Regions from separate parts of the Mus musculus genome. Here region 2 is linked to region 1. Evidence: chromatin contacts called from public HiChIP or PLAC-seq data. All regions are on one chromosome and are shown on one strand. Each heading gives the region's core, a stretch centred on a gene start, on an enhancer-like site or on the middle of the called end of the contact. The rest is flanking DNA. Distances are from core to core; before and after follow the strand shown.

Region 1 (3,984 bases), core at 534-3,033:
CACACTGTGAATCATCAAGTGTTTCACCATAGTCAGGTGTCTCACCATGACCACACAAATAAGCTGAGAAGATTGGGAGGGTCTGCTCACTAGTGCCAGAGAAGAGAAGAGATACAGTTTATCAGAGCTATGACTTCTAGGCTGTTTCCTGATACATATGCTACTCATTCCATTCCTAAGCCACCCCCTTTCTAGTGTTGTTCTGAATGGCAATCCACAGTCATAGGAGCATCCTTGGAGCTGGACCCTGAGCTCTGCATGCAGAAACACCCATGATGGGTTGAGCTAGTAGTGTCTGTGTATGACTCACAGCTGTGCTAAAGCGGGTGTGGGGGTCTTCCTCCCAGATCTGTAACCCACAGTCTAATGACAAACACCGGCAGACTAAAATTAAGGGATGCTAGTATCCCTCAAGGTGTCACAGCTAAGGAAAGACAGAAACTGAGACAGGACCCCCCACATGCAGTGTGGTATCCCAAATAGAATCCAGAAGAGGATGGTAACATAGGAACAGAGGCTGGAGTTTAGAAACTACTAGCAACATGTTAATAATTTTCCTTCAAGTTTTGAAGGTGCCCTGATGACACAGATTTTAATGGCGGGAGAAGCTAGGACCTGGATACCAGTAGAGAGCTTCCTTGTAACCCTTACATTATGACACAGTTGTCTAGTTCAAAGAACATTGGTTCCTGCAGTATATGCACCCCTGCCTCCTTTTGAACAGTCTCCCAAGAAGTAAAGGAGAGGTTTTCTTTCAATCAGGATGATCACATTTTGGGTCAAGACATTAACCGTCTTTTTTTGGACTCACAGATGACTACACAAGGCACCCCAATGGTGACTCACAAGTTCCTTTCACCAGAGCCCCTGCCTTCTCCCAGGCTGGCAACAGCACCTGGTCCCTTGAGTCAGTAAAGCCAACTGGTCATATTGGGACCCACCCAACGATCAGAGGGCAGGCAGGGGCTGCTCTTAAAGCCTGGCTAGGTGGGTCTGTTCGGACCACTGCTTAAGGGCAGATTGCAAAGGATCATCTCATCTGAGGCCAAGTGTGCCTCGTGCATGAAGTGTGTGTGTGTGTGTGTACGCGTGCGCGCGCGCGTGTGTGTAAGAGAGGCAGGTGGGAGAGAAAGGAAAGAGGGGAAAAAACAGGAGAAAGGGGAAAGAGAAAAGGAGAGGCAGACAGACAGAAGGCAGGGGGTTGAGGGGGGATGGGATCCTGAATCTGAAAGAGGAGGTCATGGTGAGTGGTCTCAAACAGGCTTCTGGAAATACCCCAGCAGGGAGGCGGCGAGTTCTTTTGGAAACCATCAGAGCAGGAAAGTGGTGTTGACCTACCTATTGTGCCGGCCCTTTCATTATCAGCAGGTAAGGCAGAGACTGAAACCACCCCTCAGTACCCAGGCTAATAGTCTCTGTGACTCCTGTCTCAGCTCCCCAACATCCCCCCATCCCCCGCTCCATTCAGTCACCTTTGGAGACCAACTTTTTACCTTTATTCTGTCAGCGACATCTGCATACAAGACATCTGCATACAAGCGTCTTGACTTTTACTTCAACAGTCTCCAAGACCCCTGGTCTTTCTTTCTCCAACCAGGCTAAGTCTTTCCCTCTCTCTCTCCCCTCTCCTTCTCACAGGACTGACTATTCTGTTTCCAAAATCGGTCACTAGATGCTTTTTAGCTCTGCCTGTGTCTGTGGCAGCACCCACAGCCCCAAAGCACAGCCACTAGGTGCCAGACCTCCAGGGCATCTTCTGGGGCTGGGATGTGGTAAGTCAAAGTCAGGCACAGCAGTGAGTCAGTCCAGAGCCAGGGGACAAGCGGAAACATCCACACCCTTCCTTCGGAGCAAAGTTTGCTCTTAACTTTAACATTCCTTTCTCAACTGGCTCATTTGAACAGAGTGAAGTTTGGACAGGATATTAAAGAAAGCAACGTCAGGAAGCGGAAACCACACCAGGAATTTTAAGAGATTACTTGACCTGAATTGTTTCTCACCAGGAATCAGAGAACTGCAAGACAAAGAGGATGCTGGAGCTGCACTGAGACAGGCACAAAGGGAGGCCCTCAGAGATGGAGCCACGCATTGGGAAGGATGCTAACAAATGTGGTGTCTTGAGACTGCTCTGAGAATGGAGGGTGAAAACGAAGCCAGAGTTGCAATGCTCTCCTGACATGAGAGGTCACTGCCAAAAGGCCTGAGTAACAAGGAGTGTCAGAGGGCTGGCCGGGTGACAGAGGGATGGGGTGATGAGCAACTGGGATAATGGAGATGGTGACCAGAAACAAACAGGAAGTCACACTGTACTCTCTCCCTTCTCCTGATTCCACAGCAGGTAAGCCTGCTCTGGCTTCAGCTGGCAGAGGCGAAGTGGAAGAACTGAGTACCAAAAGGTGTGTGGGACTCACAGTGATGGGATGTGCCTTGATCCAGGACTCAGGGAAATGGAGGAAGGAGCTCTGGTGGCCCAATTTAGACTGCACGGAAAGTCTGAGGCTAGAATAGGCTACAGAGAGAGCCCTGCCTCAGAGAAGAATAAGATTAAAAATAAAACTACGTGTGAAATGGAAGCTTATTACCCTGCAGGAGGGCAATGGAAATAGAAAGGGGAAAGGCAGACCCTTACAACTTACCCAGTGACTGTAGCAGCAATAAACCATGAACATGTATAGCCATGTGAAAACAATGTGTGTGTGCCTACCCGCACAGGCTAATAGTCTCTGTGACTCCTGTCTCAGCTCCCCAACATCCCCCCATCCCCCGCTCCATTCAGTCACCTTTGGAGACCAACTTTCTACCTTTATTCTGTCAGCAACATCCGCACACAAGCTTCTTGACTTTTACTTCAACAGTCTCCAAGACCCCTGGTCTTTCTTTCTCCACCGGGCTAAGTCTTTCCCTCTCTCTCTCCCCTCTTGTTCTCACAGGACTGACTATTCTGTTTCCAAAATCAGTCACTAGATGCTTTTTAGCTTATTACCCTGCAAGGGGGCAATGGAAATAGAAAGGGGAAATACATATGTGTATGTGTGTGTGTAAAAAGCTAGCTTTCAATTTCTAATAACAGAAAATGTTTATTAAGACAAACAACCTAATTCGTCACTTGTAAGGACCCAAGGAGGTTCACACCTAGAGAATCTTCATCTCACAGATCCGAGCAGTAAAGTCTACAGATGGTAAGGGGGTTGCTTGTGATGCTCAGAGTAAAAGACCAGAGATCAGGCCCCATAGAGTTCATGTATGATCCCCTCGTCTGCTAAACATCACAGTTGAGGCTCTACTCTCTCTTCCCACACCCCCAAGGCCCCCTCCTGAGACCACTGGGTTCCTTTCTGCTGTCTGCCCATGTGCAGCAAATAGCTCTAGGTCTGAGTTTCGTCAAAGCACCACATTAAACACCACAGCACCAAAAGGAAAGCAGAGAAGAGGGCTTACAAATCAGCACCGCGGTACAATTCACAGCCAATGCAACTGTGCTGTATGTAGATAGAAGCGATAACTTGGAAAGATAACAACAATGAACATCTAATTACAGGGCCACATGCTGGGTGCGGCACTAAGGTCTATTGTCTCTTTAACGTATTTTACTGTCATAATAACCCTAACATCACAGATCTTATCGCTGGCAGCTCCACTTTACAGAGGAGATTTCCAAGACACCTGAGAAGCTATAGAACTCCAGGTCAGAGAGCTGCTCACTGACAGGATCACAGCTGGCACAGAATCACGGAGCGCAGAGCATATGCCATGCACCACGCCACCTCACTCCAGGAGAGTGAGAGACCCTCCTGGTCACTAAGATGGTCATTAAGGACACCGTTTATAAATTAGTGTATATATTCTACCTTGTGCATACAGTGTGGATTCATTTCAGAGAAATGTCGGGGAGGGCTTAATATACTAATAAAAGTTCCCTGAGTGAGGTGGTTGATGCTTTTAAGTAACTATATGGCTTTCCACACTAAAGTTTTCATAATGACA
Region 2 (3,984 bases), core at 889-3,388, 180 kb before region 1:
TTTTGGGATAGCATTCTAAATGTAATTGAGGAAAATACGTAATAATAAAAAATATTAAAAAAAAAAAAAAAGAAGTGCCACTGATGTGATGGTCCTCACAGAGGCTGCCTCACACTTCCCAGCCTGGTTCCCTGTGTACATAGATGTGTCAGTGCCTCCTTAAACAAGATGTATAATTTCCACATCACTAACAACAGACAGCAGGACTCACCTTCCTGGGCTGCACCTCTCTCTTCTGTTTCACTTGGATGGAGATGTAGATAGCTGAGAAGGGATCGGGCCCCAACTCTCTGAGAGAATATATGCTAGAATGGCTGTGGTGGGAACATGGCAGAGGAATTGATGATCTGAAACATTTTGGATGATCTGAAACATTCAGAGGAAAAGAAGCCACTGGAGGTCACCATGAGGCTTCATCTTGGCTGCTTGTCCACTGACCCTCTGGGGTTCCCACTGTGGCCAAGTTAAGATCTAGCACTGGTGGACTTAAAACTGTGGCGTCCATGCTGGTGCTGTGCACTGTATGTTGCCTTAAATTTATGGCCTAGGCATCGATATGGATGCTAACTTGGTATTTCTTTTATGGAGAAGCCAGTATCATTCACAGAGTAATACCCAGCCAGTCTGTTCACACCAGGGGCTAACAGGAAGTGGGGGAGGGGCTCGCATGAAACGGGGAGGGGCTAACAGGAAATGGAGAGGGGCTAACATGAAACGGGGAAGGGCTAACATGAAATTGGGAGAGGCTAATAGGAAGCGGGGAGGGGCGAACAGGAAGTAGGGAAGGTATCACTGTAGTCTTTTACATAGAATCATGTCAACCAACACTGTTCTTACATAATGCCAGACACTAATATCTTAATTGCCTGCTAAATGATGCCCAAGAACCTAGACATGACGATTTTGAGTAATAACTATGAAAATCCAGAACTGTCTGTGGAACTGTCAGGATGCTGTTGTCTGAGGGTGGGGGTATTCTTAATGTTGAAGAAACTTGGAAGGTAGGATTCTGGAACCTCCTACCATAAATTTCAGATAAAATTAAATTAACTATTATAACACAACATAAAACAAAAAGTCTCCATATTAGAATAGAGATGGTCTACTTTGCCCAGTCATCCTAGGGGACTGTGACATGGGCCCTTTTAGGCCCAACCCCCACTGCTGGCACTGATGTCATCCTGCTGGCTCCACAGCAGCACCCTTAGAGATGGACTCTAGATCAATGAAAGCATCTACCATGCCAGACATGTCTGCCCTACTCCAGGCCTGCTGTGGAGCCAAGGTTCAGGCTCAGTGCCGGGCCATCTGTCATTTGGCGCTGCCTTTAATTGCTGTGCTGATGAACAAGGTTTGAACTTGAAGCAGAAAATGTACATATAAATGTAGACACAGCCTTGAAGCGTTGTCCCCTTACAAACTAACACACTGTCTGGACCACATAGGTAACAGTAGCCAACACACACCCTGTTCACAGAAGGTGCTTGTCCTAATGGGCAGATGCTCCAAAGAGCCAAGAAAGTCTCCACTTAGAGGTGGCCCAGTCCTTGGGGTCACAGCCAAACAGGAGAGGTAGATAGGTAGGCAAAGACAGTAAGTACTATGTGGTGGGGTCTGGGCAAGAAGGCAGTCTTGAGACTATGCAAACATGGAGGTAGGGATCTGGTCGGCCTGGGGTGTCTACAAACTTTCTTAGGGAGCACAGGAGGCCTGAGTTACATGTTAAACTATATGAAGTGTAGAAGCTCTCCAGGAGAAGATCAGAACATAGTGGTATGGCAGAGGGATCCAGACAGAGAGAACATAGACTGCTGCAGGGCCCAGGGAGGTGAATATGGTAGGCTGAGAATGAAGCAGGGAGACATGGATGCAGAGAGTTAGGATGCTACAGGAGGAAGCAGGTGAGGATTGGAGCCCTGAAGAAAAATTGTTCCATAGACCGTGTCTAAGCTTTGCCAAACATACAATCTAGCATTAGGTCAGTGTGGGGCCTTCGCCCTTACGGGTCTTGAGAGGAAGGGACATGGGAGGTGGCTCCAAGTGTGGTGGATGTGTTAACCACTGAGTCAGAGAAGACTGGTTTCAGGTGGAGACAGGGCAGGGCCAGAGTTCTGACTCATCAAGCAACAAGGTCCTGGCATGTCTCCATTTTCTGGGGAAGGGAACTTTAGCAGTTCAAGAGGTGAGGAAGGGCAGAGCTCAGATACAGATCCGTGTGAGCCTGACTCAGACCCCATGCGTGGCTCTCACATCACAGGAGGCTGCTTCCTTCCTGGTAGCGGGAACAGCCTGAGCCCGTGTGAGAAAGGAGGATGTCTGAAAGCACTGGAGGGCAGGCATGAGGTGGTTTCCACTGGTCAGAAGTGTGTGTGGGCTCAAGGAGGACTGTGGCCTGGGTGTGACTTGGCCACTGTTACCTTTGTGTTTGAGAGGGTGTATTAGTTCATAGGGGACAGTGGACAGCACTTTAAGGTTGTCTCTACCTCAAGCTCAGGGTGACAGCCTACAGAGTGACACAGGTCCAATAGGCTTTGGAGCCCAAAAACCTGTGGACAAGGGGCTGACCTTCCCAGGCTTCAGTTTTTCTCACGAAAACTGCATTCTAACATCTTTCTGCAAGGAGCGTTACATTCATAAAAGACAGTAAGAATAAATGCACACCCGGACGGTAAACAGTGAGACCCCAGGGGTGGGTTGGTTGAATTCATTTACATGGATATGGTTAAGTAGCCAGAAGACAGCCAATCTCTATTTTTACTCTGGCTGGCCTGGTACTCATTATGTGTCACCCATGGCGGTCCTCTTCTTGCCTCAGCCTCTTGGATGCTGGCATTGAAAGCATGCACCACCTTGGTCAGCTGTGACCCTGATCTTGTCACCATTAGGGGATTATCATGAAGTAGCATGCAGATCATCACTCTCCTGTCTTCAAAAAACAAAACAAAACCACAACAACACACAACTCCCTCATCAGATGTTTCATAATTTTTCTCCGATTCAGGGAAACTGCCTTAAGGAAACAGAAGGTATTCTCTGCCTAAAATCAATGGCTGTGGTTGTGAATGGCTGACAGTGTCTGTCAGAGGCCAGGCATACACTGTGAGAAGCTGGGGGTCTCAGGGGTTCCTGACAGGGCCTGGATAGCTAGGGACACCCCAGCTGTGAGGAAGGCAAGAAGCTGGCGTCAGCACTGTGGATGTCCCCTTCCTGATGAACCCTGTCAGCTTCATGAGAAAGAAGCCGCATTCTCTCCATCATTCATCAGCCAATTAGAAGCCTCTGGAGGCCACACTCCTTTAATCAAAGAAACAGGAGCACTCTGGACCAGTTCTCACTTTATTGCAAGGGTGAGGCGTGGGTATGGAGACTGCAGAGGGAGAGGCAGGCCTTTGTGAGAGTCTGCTATAGCATTACCTGTAGCCTCCCTGGGCCGCTGCGTGACTGTGTCTGGATTGTACTGTCCACTTGAACTGAGGATCCTGCATGTTCCCAAGTCCCAGGACACTCTGAGACTGTTCTGTGAAGGAGACCTCACTCACCAGACTAGGGAACTGGGGCCCAAGAGAGAGCGTGGTTATCCAAACCATTCAGTGAGGAGGGTACTTTACAAACACTGAAATCCCAGCTTTATCCCTGCCTCACTGTGCCTTATATAACAGGGGTGAGAGAGGTGACAGTTGGCTGGGGCTCTTGATCAAAACGACCAGATGGTAGTGGACAAAGAGAAAGGAATACTTGAGCTGACCCCTAAGCACAAGGCTGGGCAGAACAGCCCCAGGTTTGCATCGTTGCTAGGACGCCTTCAGATAGGAGATTTCTATCCCTGGTCCCTGCCCTTACTCAATCTGGAGGGCCTGCCTGCAGGGTGTGGTAGAGAGCAGAGCAAAGTATGGAGCCCAGCCATGTTCTCATTGTTCTAAGTAAAGCTGTGCCCACCATCACATGAAAAGCAAGGGTGGAGGAGAGCTAGGCGGGTGAGGAAAC

What was found. HiChIP or PLAC-seq counts read pairs in DNA pulled down with a chosen protein or histone mark.
Region 2: an HNF4G HiChIP or PLAC-seq map of pancreatic cancer cells shows a contact between it and region 1. The contact joins two enhancer-like sites. A contact is called at or near these places in 1 of 15 datasets of contacts at CTCF or cohesin (the NIH/3T3 cell line), 3 of 484 Hi-C or Micro-C datasets (bone marrow-derived macrophages, natural killer cells and nephron progenitors), 9 of 115 datasets of contacts at active chromatin or transcription factors (bone marrow-derived macrophages, cardiomyocytes, a colorectal cancer cell line and 6 more) and 4 of 9 other capture datasets (adipose tissue, embryonic stem cells, liver and 1 more).

Annotation. Positions count from the first base shown.
Region 1 is chr7:48,915,525-48,919,508 of GRCm38.p6, reverse strand. No RefSeq gene overlaps it. Among named protein-coding and RNA genes, the nearest start is that of Gm2788, 36 kb to the right of the region's middle. Within about 2 kb of position 1,783, at least 59 of the 459 cell types and tissues checked have an H3K27ac peak or open chromatin away from gene starts, as enhancers often do. A contact at or near this core is called in a colorectal cancer cell line and pancreatic cancer cells, where this site is marked.
Region 2 is chr7:49,092,000-49,095,983 of GRCm38.p6, reverse strand. It overlaps Gm32849 (a long non-coding RNA gene), which reads right to left. Exons shown (of 2, transcript XR_391458.3): 2 at 1-3,984. It also overlaps a transcript of Nav2 not described here. Among named protein-coding and RNA genes, the nearest start is that of Gm32849, 53 kb to the right of the region's middle. Within about 2 kb of position 2,138, at least 69 of the 459 cell types and tissues checked have an H3K27ac peak or open chromatin away from gene starts, as enhancers often do. A contact at or near this core is called in a colorectal cancer cell line and pancreatic cancer cells, where this site is marked.